Linked DNA regions of Mus musculus: all the other regions are linked to region 3. Evidence: chromatin contacts called from public Hi-C data. All regions are on one chromosome and are shown on one strand. The core of a region is the stretch at or near the end of the contact, and the rest is flanking DNA. Distances in the headings are between cores, read along the strand shown.

Region 1 (3,588 bases), core at 647-3,146, 290 kb before region 3:
CTGGTTTTCAGATGAGAAGAGAAGAAAGCAGATATGCTAAGGGAGAGCCCCAAGGGGCAGAGAGAAAACACACACCTCGAACATCCCAGAGATCTTACATCCTTGACTCGAATAGGTGCCCAGCTCAAATGTGAGTTCTAAGAGACGGCCTGGTACTATGGGCTAGGGTGAGTTTCCATCGGAATCCTCTACAGCAACCATTCGGAGTCATCAGTTGCCACTGAAGTGGGGTCCATACAGCCCATTATCAAACGCAGTAAGTAAGGTTTATTCTGTGCTCTACACTTTAGGGTTGTATTAAACTAGAAATATAAAACCCATGTTTCCGGAAAATGCAAGATGCTGTATCTACATTGAGGCTGAACAAGAAGAATCACCATGGGCTACACACAGATTAATTACTATCTTCAAAGAATTACAATACTATCAAACATTCCTACCACAAAATTATGCTGAACAAAATTTAATCTTTCTGTGACTGTTCAAAAGAATTTAGGATCTTGTAATCCTCCAGGGACATTACCATTTTATAAATCGCACCAAAAAAAAAAAAATTTCTCATTATTTCTGCTCCCTGGTAGTTTGGATTCAGGAGAAATGGGAATTTACTGTAATACTTTGAGTTATTGAGTTCTGGAAGCTCACAGCACTTCAAATATACATGCATTATATCACTTATCTTGCTCATGAAATTTACAAATGGAAACAGTTAGTAATGGGTGGATTTTTAGATACAAAGTCTGTTCCTTGAAGTTCTAATGAATAATTCTTCCATTTGGCATTTCTAAACCGACACTGGCTTGCTTTTCTATTGCAGCACATAATATAATATACACATCAGCTGAAGATCAAATAGGCCTAAGGCTAGCAGCAAAGAAATTTGAACTATAATTTTATTGTATTTTAAAGTATATAGTAATCTGATTCCACATTTCAGCTCATAAATGTTCTGATGAACCTGGATGGTACAATTTCTTTTCATATCAACGAAAAACTCCAGTCTGACACCATAAAAGCCAATACATTTGCATGTACTCATGGTTTTTTATCAAACTAAAAATATTCAAACTGTACGTGGAAAAAAGACTGTTTTAATTTAAAAGATGTTTTGTTCTTGTCTTCATCCTCAAACTCAGTGTAATTGTGCTTTCTATTTATGGATTAACTGTGGCCAAATATAATATATTTAATATATAAATGACTCTTGTCACGCTTGCAAATATCTCTCTCCCTTAAAATGTAATTAGTTTCTCTCTGCTGCTAAAAAATTTAATGCACTCAAAAGCCAGGGCTTATTTCTGCATCTCCTGCTGTTTGGGGAGTATCTGTCCTCCCACTACCAAGCACAGATAATCAAACGTGAGCCTAGAGAAAAAAAAAATCCTCCATTTAGGCAACATGAATCTGTACTAAATCTGATGTAACAGATTAATACAGAGCACGAGGTACATTCAATAGGAAAATGGCATTTAAATATTAATACTAGATAAATACACTCTTGCTTCTGTCCTTGATAATTTATAAGTCATATGCTTCTAGACAGAAATAAATCATTCTTCGTTTATATCGTTGCTGGGAAACAAGCAGAAACACGGAAAGCAAGGCCCAGCTTTCCTCCTTAGTCCTGACAGGGTCCAGTTTCTACCTCATTCTCTTGCCGCCTTCATCTGTGTCCCAACTGGTGTCCGATCCTAGTCTGGTTTCTCGTATTAAATGTATATTTCTCCAACCAATATCTGAAGTGGTAATGTTCCAACAGTCCAAATGTCGATTATGAAAACAAACATTTGCTTCTCGAGCAAATGTTTTCACACAAAGGCATTTGATTCCCCGTACTGGAGCAAACAAACATTTGTTCTAGGCGCTTAAAGCAGCCAAAAGTTCCTGCTGAAACATTCTGCAGGCTGGCTGGCTTGACTCCCTGGAGCAGGACTTGGTGATGTCCGAGGGTGCCTGAGAGGCCAGTTGCCGGCCTTCGCCGCTCTTCCCAGTACACGGAGCCCACTAAGAAGCTGAAACATTTTTAAAGCACAGTTTGGAAGATAATGTGTGTTTAGTCGTGATGTCTCCATTAGAATATGTCTTAAGAATACTTCATTTGTTAGAACAAATTCAGCCTTGCACCTCGTAATCCTAGGACTGAGTTCTTTGGAAAATTCACAAAGCCATTTCACACATAAAACCACTCAGGCAATTTGGTGGTCATTATTTATGCAGCGGCCTGCAAGCACTCCCCCTACGTGACTAGTTCTGTCACTTCATTAATGTTTATGTTCTCTCTAGAGCGAGGTCGGGATTATCCTTGTGAATATATTTTATTTAAGTGTACATCCGCTTCAATGTGGAGATTTAGCTTTCACAGAAAAAAAATCCTCTTGTTTCCGTATTATTTAATGCTTTTTTGAAATGAATCAATATTTCTAGGGAAGTAATTTACTTAAATACATGTTCTTTAAGGCGCAGGGAAATTGATTCTTTACTTCTGCTCCAAAGACGTAGTATCCTAGCAACTGAGTCAAGATTGATTCTCTGGCTAGTTTTTCTAAACTGAAAATAGTTCCTAGCTCATTTAAAAACAAACCACAAAATTGTCTTAAGAGGAATGAATAAATGAATGAATGAATGAATGAATGAATGAATGCAGAAAGGGAACAGGGAGCATGCAGACCCAAGACGTCATTTCAGGAGTATTTAGAAGAACATGGGACATTTTGGGGTCTTCAGAGGAAGTTGCTGAATCTGGGGCCAGCCTGGGCTACACTGTGAGTTTTTAGGTCACTCTGGGTGAAAGGGTGAGACCCTGCCTCACAACACAAACAACCAAGGATGCTGAACTATGCTGGTTAGGTGTTTGTTTGCTTGCTTGCTTTTTGTCAACTTGACACAAGCTAGAGTCATCTGAGAAGAGAGAACTCAGCTCAGAAAATGTCTCTGTCCCCATCAGATTGCATGTAGACAAGCCTTTGGGTACCTTTTTTGGTTGATGTTTGACGAGAATGGGCTCAGCCCACTTCTCCTGGGATGTATAAGAAAGCAAAGTGAGCAAGCCATGAGGAACAAGCTTTGGTCATGGTGTTTAGCAAAAAGGTAGGAGCCCTGAAAAGGACGGACCCCTGTATTGGTTCCTTGGCTTAGGCACTGTTGAGTTGGGTCAAATACGTTAAGTGAGGAGGTAGGTGGCAGCGGCCATTTTTGTGATGGTGGACTTGACCTATATTGTGGCCAATGGCTTCCAGCAAAATAACTTCAAACAGAAGTGGGACACTGAGGGCCAGGCAGGAACCCTGCGATGCTGAGCCCCCAGCTTACCTTTAGACTGAGTCCAAGGCATGCTTTGTCCCCCACCCCCACCCCCACCATAAACGCCCAATCAGCAAAGAAGCTGAACCCAGTGGAAGGAGGGAGCCACTGGGGAGAGTGGGCCCAAGTGTCCGTGCTAGAATTGTTCAAGGGCCAAAGCTTTCAGTGATATGGAGAAGGCAGAGTTTGGTCAGTGCTGTGAGCAGGTGGGGGAGGAGCAATCAAGAAGCTATTAAAACCTCTGGAGACATTTGAATCAGTCTCTCTCACCCCACTATCCATGCTCTT
Region 2 (3,782 bases), core at 231-2,730, 400 kb after region 3:
CACCTCACATCAAACCTCTGGACTCCATATGCACTTAAACACATGTGCAGACACATCAGGTACACATAAGGACATGAATGAACATCTATTCACATATACACCACATGTACTATATCTATATAGATATATAGCTATATCTATACACACACAAAGACCAATCTTTATCTTAAAAAGGAAAATGCAGGAAGGAGGTTCAGGCTGAGAAAGAGGATATACCCACCCTGGATAGAACAGAAAATTGCCATATAGTTACACCATAAGTCCAGGAGGGTCATGGTGGAACCACAGCGACTACGGGTATCTGGAGACCATCTCTATCCTCTTCAGCCAAGTGTCAGCAGTACAGCCCATGTCATTATTTTCTCCGAGATCACCTAGCTCCAAGAGCCATAGAGACACCGTCCCTTTCTCTAGCTATAGAATTTACATTTCCCGGTGAGAAGGAGAACAGAGCCAATGAAGTTTTATTGTACAGAATTTTATTTTTAGTCAGTTTTGTTCAAAGTGCCCAAAGGCTTTCTGGTGGAGATGCCTATAAATTAAAACTTATTGAGTTGGTACTTTTATTTTTGCCACCAGCAAGCAAACTCGGAATCCGTGATCACATCTGTTTATGGAACTGCTTTCTTCCCATTAGGGATTTGAGTCTCCGTGCCTGAATGTACTTTAAGCTTGGGTTGTTTTGTATGGTGCTATAAAAATAAATTGGAATGAGGCTGGCTTTTAATGCTACGGTTTACTTTATCCCACTCTCCTCAAACAACAAAACATAAAGCCTGAGCCAAACACACCGACTTATTAAATAAGCCTAATTTCTCAATCACAGCGTGAATCACTATTTATAAGTGAGAGATTTTTTTTATAAGAACACTCATTGTTTTGTACATACTAAATTATTTGTTCAGTTTATTAAGTCAACATCATTTTTGAGGTATCAAATATGAGTTGGATGACTGTAGTCACTGTGTTTATTTTCATGTGGTGGTTCCAATGCCTTATGCTTGATCAGCATTTTACATTGAATAGTAATTTCAAATACATTTAAGATCATTGCAGTACAATGTCACTACTAGAGGAACATCAATGGACCATGATGGACCCCCTGAAATTATGAACATGGATAGTTACAAACCTGACATCTATCTATAAAATGAATGCATACATGCTAAATATCTTCCAAGTACAGAGACAGCACAAGACAATAAAGGGCTTGAAAAGAGAGGGCTTTGTTTTACGGAGCTAGTCGTAAAACGAGAGAAATGCCAAACCCGGTTATCTTAATGGGCTCTGCGAGTCCCATCCAGAAGTATCATCAAAGAGTAATGGATCCCGTGTTTACCAATAAACGTTGATTATTAAATAAGTTGATTTAATTGTTTGACCCATAAAAAAGCGCCCTTGGAAGTCACTCGGCACTGCTTAATTGACTAAGAACTGATTTGTTATTTAACATGTGCCAGGTACCGTGTTAGGCAGAGCTTGGGGAACAAAACCGTAAACAAGTTATGAACCAAAGATCACACAGTTCAGCCAAAACAAGACTGTTTCGGTCCAGTGAGAATTTAGGGAGGACTGGATGTTTCAAAGCATCATCAATTTCTCCAATTTTTTTTTTCTACTTACAATTCAATTCAAATACTTTCTGAGTATATATTTTGGAAATTTTGAACTTGTGTTTCACGCCAGTTAAAGCTTAATGAGGCTGAATAAATTAGAGTAGGCCTGTATCTGCAGGCTTCTCATTCGTGGGTAGAAAGTGTTCTAGAAATGACTCCAAGTTCATTATTGCCCTACAGCACGGATTACATGACAATGTTGTACAATGTTTTCTAAGAACTTGAGTGTCCTACAAGCACCCTCCTATAAATAATAAAGGATATTTTGTTACAGATTCCATTTCTAAATATCTTCCCATGTTGTTTTCGATTGTATTTCCTCAAATTGAAATTATTTTGTTTCAGTATTTCCAGATTGTGTCAGTGGCCTTTTCTGATTTCCCTCCTGTCCCCTTGCACCTCTGTAACTCAAATACACCTCAACCTGTGGTCAACTCCCAAAATGCATCTAGACTTCCTCTTCAAAAAGCTTGCTTCCGAGTTCTAAGTTCCTGTCTCAGGTCTCATATATACTGTAAGAAACGATACCAAAAATGTCGTGTGTGTGTGTGTGTGTGTGTGTGTGTGTGTGTGTGTGTGTCTGTCTGTCTGTCTGTTCAGAAAAGGAGACTGGATCCAATGGAACTGTAGTAACAGCTGGTTGTTAGCCACAATGTGATGCTAGCAATTGAACACAGGTCCTTAACTGCTGAGCCATCTTCCACCTCATAAGGATGTCTTATGAATAACAGAGTTCTCTGTAATACAATGTATTGGTTTATCTCTTTTGGGTTATGTTTCTTGCTGCCATACATAGGAAATAAGAACAAATCCAAAATCAGAAGCATATTCCTTTTTCTACCTATGGGACTATTTAGCTCTCTCTGTCTCTGTCTCTCTCAGAGTGTATGTGTGTATATGTTTGAGTGTGTGCATGCTTGTGTGTGTGTATGTTTGCATATGTTTGTGTGTGTGTTTCCATTTGATTTAACTTTGTGCACTGTGAGATAAACCTTCAAGTTCAGTATTTTGGGCAATGACCAAGCTTGGACTAATTGTCTCGAAAATATCTGTTGAAAATACTCTTTCTGAGTTCAGCTGGTGTGTTTATTTAAAATCAGTTGACTGCAGGTATAAGAGCTCCAATGAGGCATGTGTGTGCTTGTCCTTATACCAACCTCACAAGGTGGTTTTGGTAGACACTGTAGCACTACTTTCTAAAAACCATTGCTTCTGGTAACGTGGGGCTTTACCTAGCCATGTGGCTGTGACCATCTTACTGAGTTTTATTTAAAAAGCAACCAAACCAAACCAAACCAAACCAAACCAAACCAAACCAAACCAAACAACAAGCAAACATACAAACAGAAAACCTTGTGGTCTTGTAGGAAGTGAGCTAACATGAACGATTATTTGGGAAGCTTCAGAATTATAAAGCCCTCTCATCTGTGAACGTGAAAATTCTGAGCTTGTTTCTGACATGTTTGCCTCCTTTTGGAACCCCCTATCCTCTTACTGGCTTGCCTTGTCCAGCCTTACTATGAGGGGAGGTGACTAATCTTACTGCAACTTGATATGCCTTGCTTCTTGATATCCCCAGGAGACCTGCAGTTTATGAAGGGAAACTGAGGAGCGATGGATGGGGAGGGAGGAGGCAGGGGTGAAGGAGGTGAGGGATGGAGACAGGGAGGAAAGAGAAATTGCCCTTGGGATGTTATATCATAGATAGATACTCTTCAACTCACCTTTGCATTTCAAGTCCTTTCTCTGCTTTTCTACATGATTCTCTTGAGTCTTTTATTATTTCTTTTACTAATTTTTATTATTATGTCTTATATTCTTTCTGATGGAGGTTTTTTTTTTCTTTCCTTTCCCTTTCTCGTTTTTAGTTGCTTTAGTGGAGACATTATTTATATACGTAATGATTTGGTAACCAGCAATGACACACAAAACTTACCTATTTTGTTTCTATCTCCAGGTTTTACTGTTAGATCATCCTCCTTATAAGTGAAGACACTTCTGATTGTTGCCAAAGCATGCTCCATGAATTTATTTTTTTGTCTTATTCTACCATCTTGTAGCCCTCCTCTGCATCAGACAGATACAGTAGAATTGAACATTTCAGTCTCAAGAGAAATATTTTGGTTTTCTCTGTTAAGGGTGCTGTTGCCATTCTGCTGGCCCAGG
Region 3 (3,533 bases), core at 591-3,090:
AAATAGTTATTTTTATATATAAAAGAGATTTATTCAGCCGGGCGTGGTGGCGCACACCTTTAATCCCAGCACTCCGGAGGCAGAGGCAGGTGAATTTCTGACTTTGAGGCCAGCCTGGTTTACAGAGTGAGTTCCAGGACAGCCAGGGCTACACAGAGAAACCCTGTCTCGAAAAACCAAAAAAAAAAAAAAAAAAAAAGAGAGAGAGAGAGAGAGAGAGAGAGAGATTTCATTTTTAGTGCTGTGTGTGTGTAGCTGTGTGTGTGGAGGTGAGTGTGTGGAGGTGTGTGCATGTGTGAGGGCAGGTGCCTTTACATCCAGAAGAGGGCATCAGGTGTGCAGGAGCTGGAATTACACGCGGTTGTGAGCCTTCTGATGTAGGTGCTGAGAACCAAATTTGGATGCCTTGTAAGGAGGAGCACCCACTCTGAACTGTGGGTCTTTCCAGTCTCTTAAAATTCTTCGGGGTGGGGGTGGGAGGAGTGTGGGGGGTTGGCGTGAGGTCATGGCTTACAACTCTTTTTAAAAGATGTAAGTTTCACGACTCCCTGTACACCAAAGAACAACTTCATTTCATATTCCTTCTGGAGTGTCTTGACTGTAGCCATTAGCAATCCATCCTCCGTTTTCCTAGCCCGTATTTTCTTACAGCCTCGCCGAGAGACGCCGAGTTTTTGACCCAGTGTGAGAAAATATTAAGATGGTTCTGAGATTTCATCACCCGACGAAAATAAGGAATCCCCAAACTGCAGGGTCATGGATGGACTTTGGGGCTCGGGTTTCCAGAGGGGTCAGATTTCCCCTGGCTCCTCAAGTCTAGTGGAGAGAGGCTGGGTCTGAAGCAGTATCGGTTTTTCTGGCACCAGAACCACGGCTGAACACTAATGCGTTTAACAGTTGGACTTATTTTTAATCTACTGTATTAGGGAGCGCAAATTTAATCAAGAACAAAATGTTACCGACGGTGTTTTTGTTTCTGCGCATGCATACATTCCCAGTGCTGTCTCCGGTTCTCTTGAGCTACAAGCTCTCTGACTTATTTCATAACATTAGATTTTTTTTTTTTTAAGTGCCAATGTTTGTGGAGGGTGAAGAAGGAGAGAAATAAGGAGCTGGAGACGCCCCCCCCCCATCATTAAAGAAATAATTGCAGTACAGATTTTTTAACAATTGCTCTCCCTGCAGTGAATGTTGTTATGGACGGAGCTAATAAATGTCTTCAACCATTACTGCTGGGATACACTTTTGGCTTATTTTTCTGCCATTGGGAGGCATGGCTGGGTTGAGACATTCGGTTTTTTTTTTTTTAGCTCCCCCCCCCACCCCCCCCCCCCCCCCCGCCAACACCACCCCCCCTTAATCAAAGAAAGAGATCTTATCTCCCTAGCCAGCCTAGCTTACCCCCTCCCTCTGCCCTCCTCCCTGGATGCCTAGTTTACTGAAACCTGACTTGCAGGTCAGGGAACTGGTAACAGATTAATTTTACTCAAAGAGGAACACTAAGTATTTTGGCTGGGACACATGAGAATCCTGTTATAATATTACCATTTTCCCCTTTCTAAATTAAATATTAGGAAAAATTAAGCCAAGTAGTGGCCCACGCTACAGTGGAAAGTATTTCTCTCACAAACACGGGGAGATAAATGCTTGTGTGAGTGAAGGCACAATAAATACACATTATGTTAAAAAACCTAAGATTATGCAGGTTTTAGAGTTATAGCTAAAAGTGGTTTAGTGTTTCATGCCTAATAATAGATTACGCCTATCATATTTCCAACCTTCATTTCTCCTCCCTTTGAAGTCCAGCCATATAAAGGTTGTTTGTTGAACCACACTAAAGTTAAAGCAAACATTACTTAGGGTGATTCATACTGGCAAGAATTTGCAATGAAGGCAGTGGTGTGTGTGTGTGTGTGTGTGTGTGTGTGTGTGTGTGTGTGTGGTGTGCCTGAGTCAAAGGAAATGAAATGTTTGTAATATTTTTTTTCGGTTGATAAATTTATTAAAACATTCTAGAAGCTTCTAAGGGAAGCAGGGCTGACATACATAGACTCTCTGCAAACAGATTACACCCGGGGCCCCGTGGGGGAGGCAGACCTTAAAAGAGGGAAAAATTCTCTGGATTTCAGAAATTGCCACCAGGTCACAGCAATACTTAATTAACTGAATCCATTAACAGAAGGCTGTAACCTAGTTGTTAAGAAGAAGGAAAAAACAAAAGACAAAAAAAACCACACACACACACACACAAAAACAAAACAAAACAAAACAAAACAAAACAAAAAACCAAGAAAACAAAAAACAAAAAGAAAGAAAGAAAAGGAAGAGCAAAGTTAGGGAGTAGCTAGATTCATTTACTCCTCTGTTCTGTGCTTAGGATTAGCCTTTCAGAATGAGCAACCTGATTTTTTTTTTTTTAAAGGATCCATTTACCTTCCAGGCCTTTTCATAGCAAAACATTTTGTAGGGTTGCAAAAGAGATTAATTTGTTGCCAGTTGCTCCATACTGGCAGGGTTTCTGAATAAAGAATGTAAGCAATCTATCTTTGTTTGTAAGATATAATTAATCTGGCAGTTAAAATTCTTTGGAAACATTCTGATGACTTATGTGGAAAAGTGGAGCAAAGATTTCAAAGAAAAACTCAGAACTGTGTGCAGGGGAAGATAAAAGATATATGAAGTGTTTGTTCTAAGCGATACTATTCATTTACAGATCATAACGTAGCCCCACCCTGGCAATTATTCTGGAAAACAAGACAAATCTTTGTCTAGAGCCTTCTGACGGCGGTCTTGATTTGACAAACAAAATAAGCACATTACTGTTGTACTCTAATAGACTGCAAGCTGTTTTATTAGAGTCAGCTGAATCCTGTTTTGCATAAAAAAGAACACTGTTTGCTATGGAGAACACATTTATGTTAATAGGACTTTGACAAAGTAAAATAAAATCGCATTAAGATGCTGCAAAGAGATAAGACAATGAAATCTCCGGGAGAGAGAGAGAGTTTTGGCACACACTAATTACAGTCACGTCCCTGCAGGAAAAGAATATATTTTTACACCAACTATCCATGTGTTTGAAAATGCAGAGAGCTTAAAGCATAATTCCTGGTCTCGGCATTTCCTGGATGCGTCAGGCCCCGTGTGTCACTAAGGTGGTGACTGTTTTAAAGGAGTCTATCTGATAAATCCCACTTTCATTTTCAGCAGCAAAGGCAGGTTTCTTTCTGAATGTGAGCGAGCCTGCCATCATCCTGCTTAGTTTGAAGGGACTTTCCAATATAGGGCCGCTGAAAACAAGGTTTTAGATTACATGGTAATTTAGGAATGCATGAAAAGTGAAGCAGTTACCATAATAGGGTTCTGGGTAAACTTCATGGTTTTTAGAGCAAAACATAACAACATATGTTTTGTGATTTGTCTCAATGATTATATACATATATATATATATGTATATATATATATATATGTATATATATGCAATTTTGTTCGGGTACTATCAAAATATTTGGAGGCCTCATCTGTGCACAGCA

The links. A called contact is a pair of places that touch in the nucleus more often than the background predicts.
Region 1: a Hi-C map of liver shows a contact between it and region 3, with 4 times the contacts expected there. The contact joins two enhancer-like sites. A contact is called at or near these places in 4 of 484 Hi-C or Micro-C datasets (embryonic stem cells and liver), 1 of 115 datasets of contacts at active chromatin or transcription factors (embryonic stem cells) and 1 of 9 other capture datasets (embryonic stem cells).
Region 2: a contact with region 3 is called in a Hi-C map of uterus, with 4 times the contacts expected there. The contact joins two enhancer-like sites. A contact is called at or near these places in 1 of 15 datasets of contacts at CTCF or cohesin (the NIH/3T3 cell line) and 14 of 484 Hi-C or Micro-C datasets (CD4 T cells, cerebral cortex, embryonic stem cells and 3 more).

Annotation. Positions count from the first base shown.
Region 1 is chr10:68,059,200-68,062,787 of GRCm38.p6, forward strand. No RefSeq gene overlaps it. Among named protein-coding and RNA genes, the nearest start is that of Rtkn2, 81 kb to the left of the region's middle. Within about 2 kb of position 1,897, at least 28 of the 459 cell types and tissues checked have an H3K27ac peak or open chromatin away from gene starts, as enhancers often do. A contact at or near this core is called in liver, where this site is marked.
Region 2 is chr10:68,751,706-68,755,487 of GRCm38.p6, forward strand. The region is part of intron 4 of Tmem26 (transmembrane protein 26); the gene reads left to right. Among named protein-coding and RNA genes, the nearest start is that of Tmem26, 30 kb to the left of the region's middle. Within about 2 kb of position 1,481, at least 2 of the 459 cell types and tissues checked have an H3K27ac peak or open chromatin away from gene starts, as enhancers often do. A contact at or near this core is called in uterus, where this site is marked.
Region 3 is chr10:68,353,086-68,356,618 of GRCm38.p6, forward strand. No RefSeq gene overlaps it. Among named protein-coding and RNA genes, the nearest start is that of Gm32748, 15 kb to the left of the region's middle. Within about 2 kb of position 1,841, at least 118 of the 459 cell types and tissues checked have an H3K27ac peak or open chromatin away from gene starts, as enhancers often do. A contact at or near this core is called in liver and uterus, where this site is marked.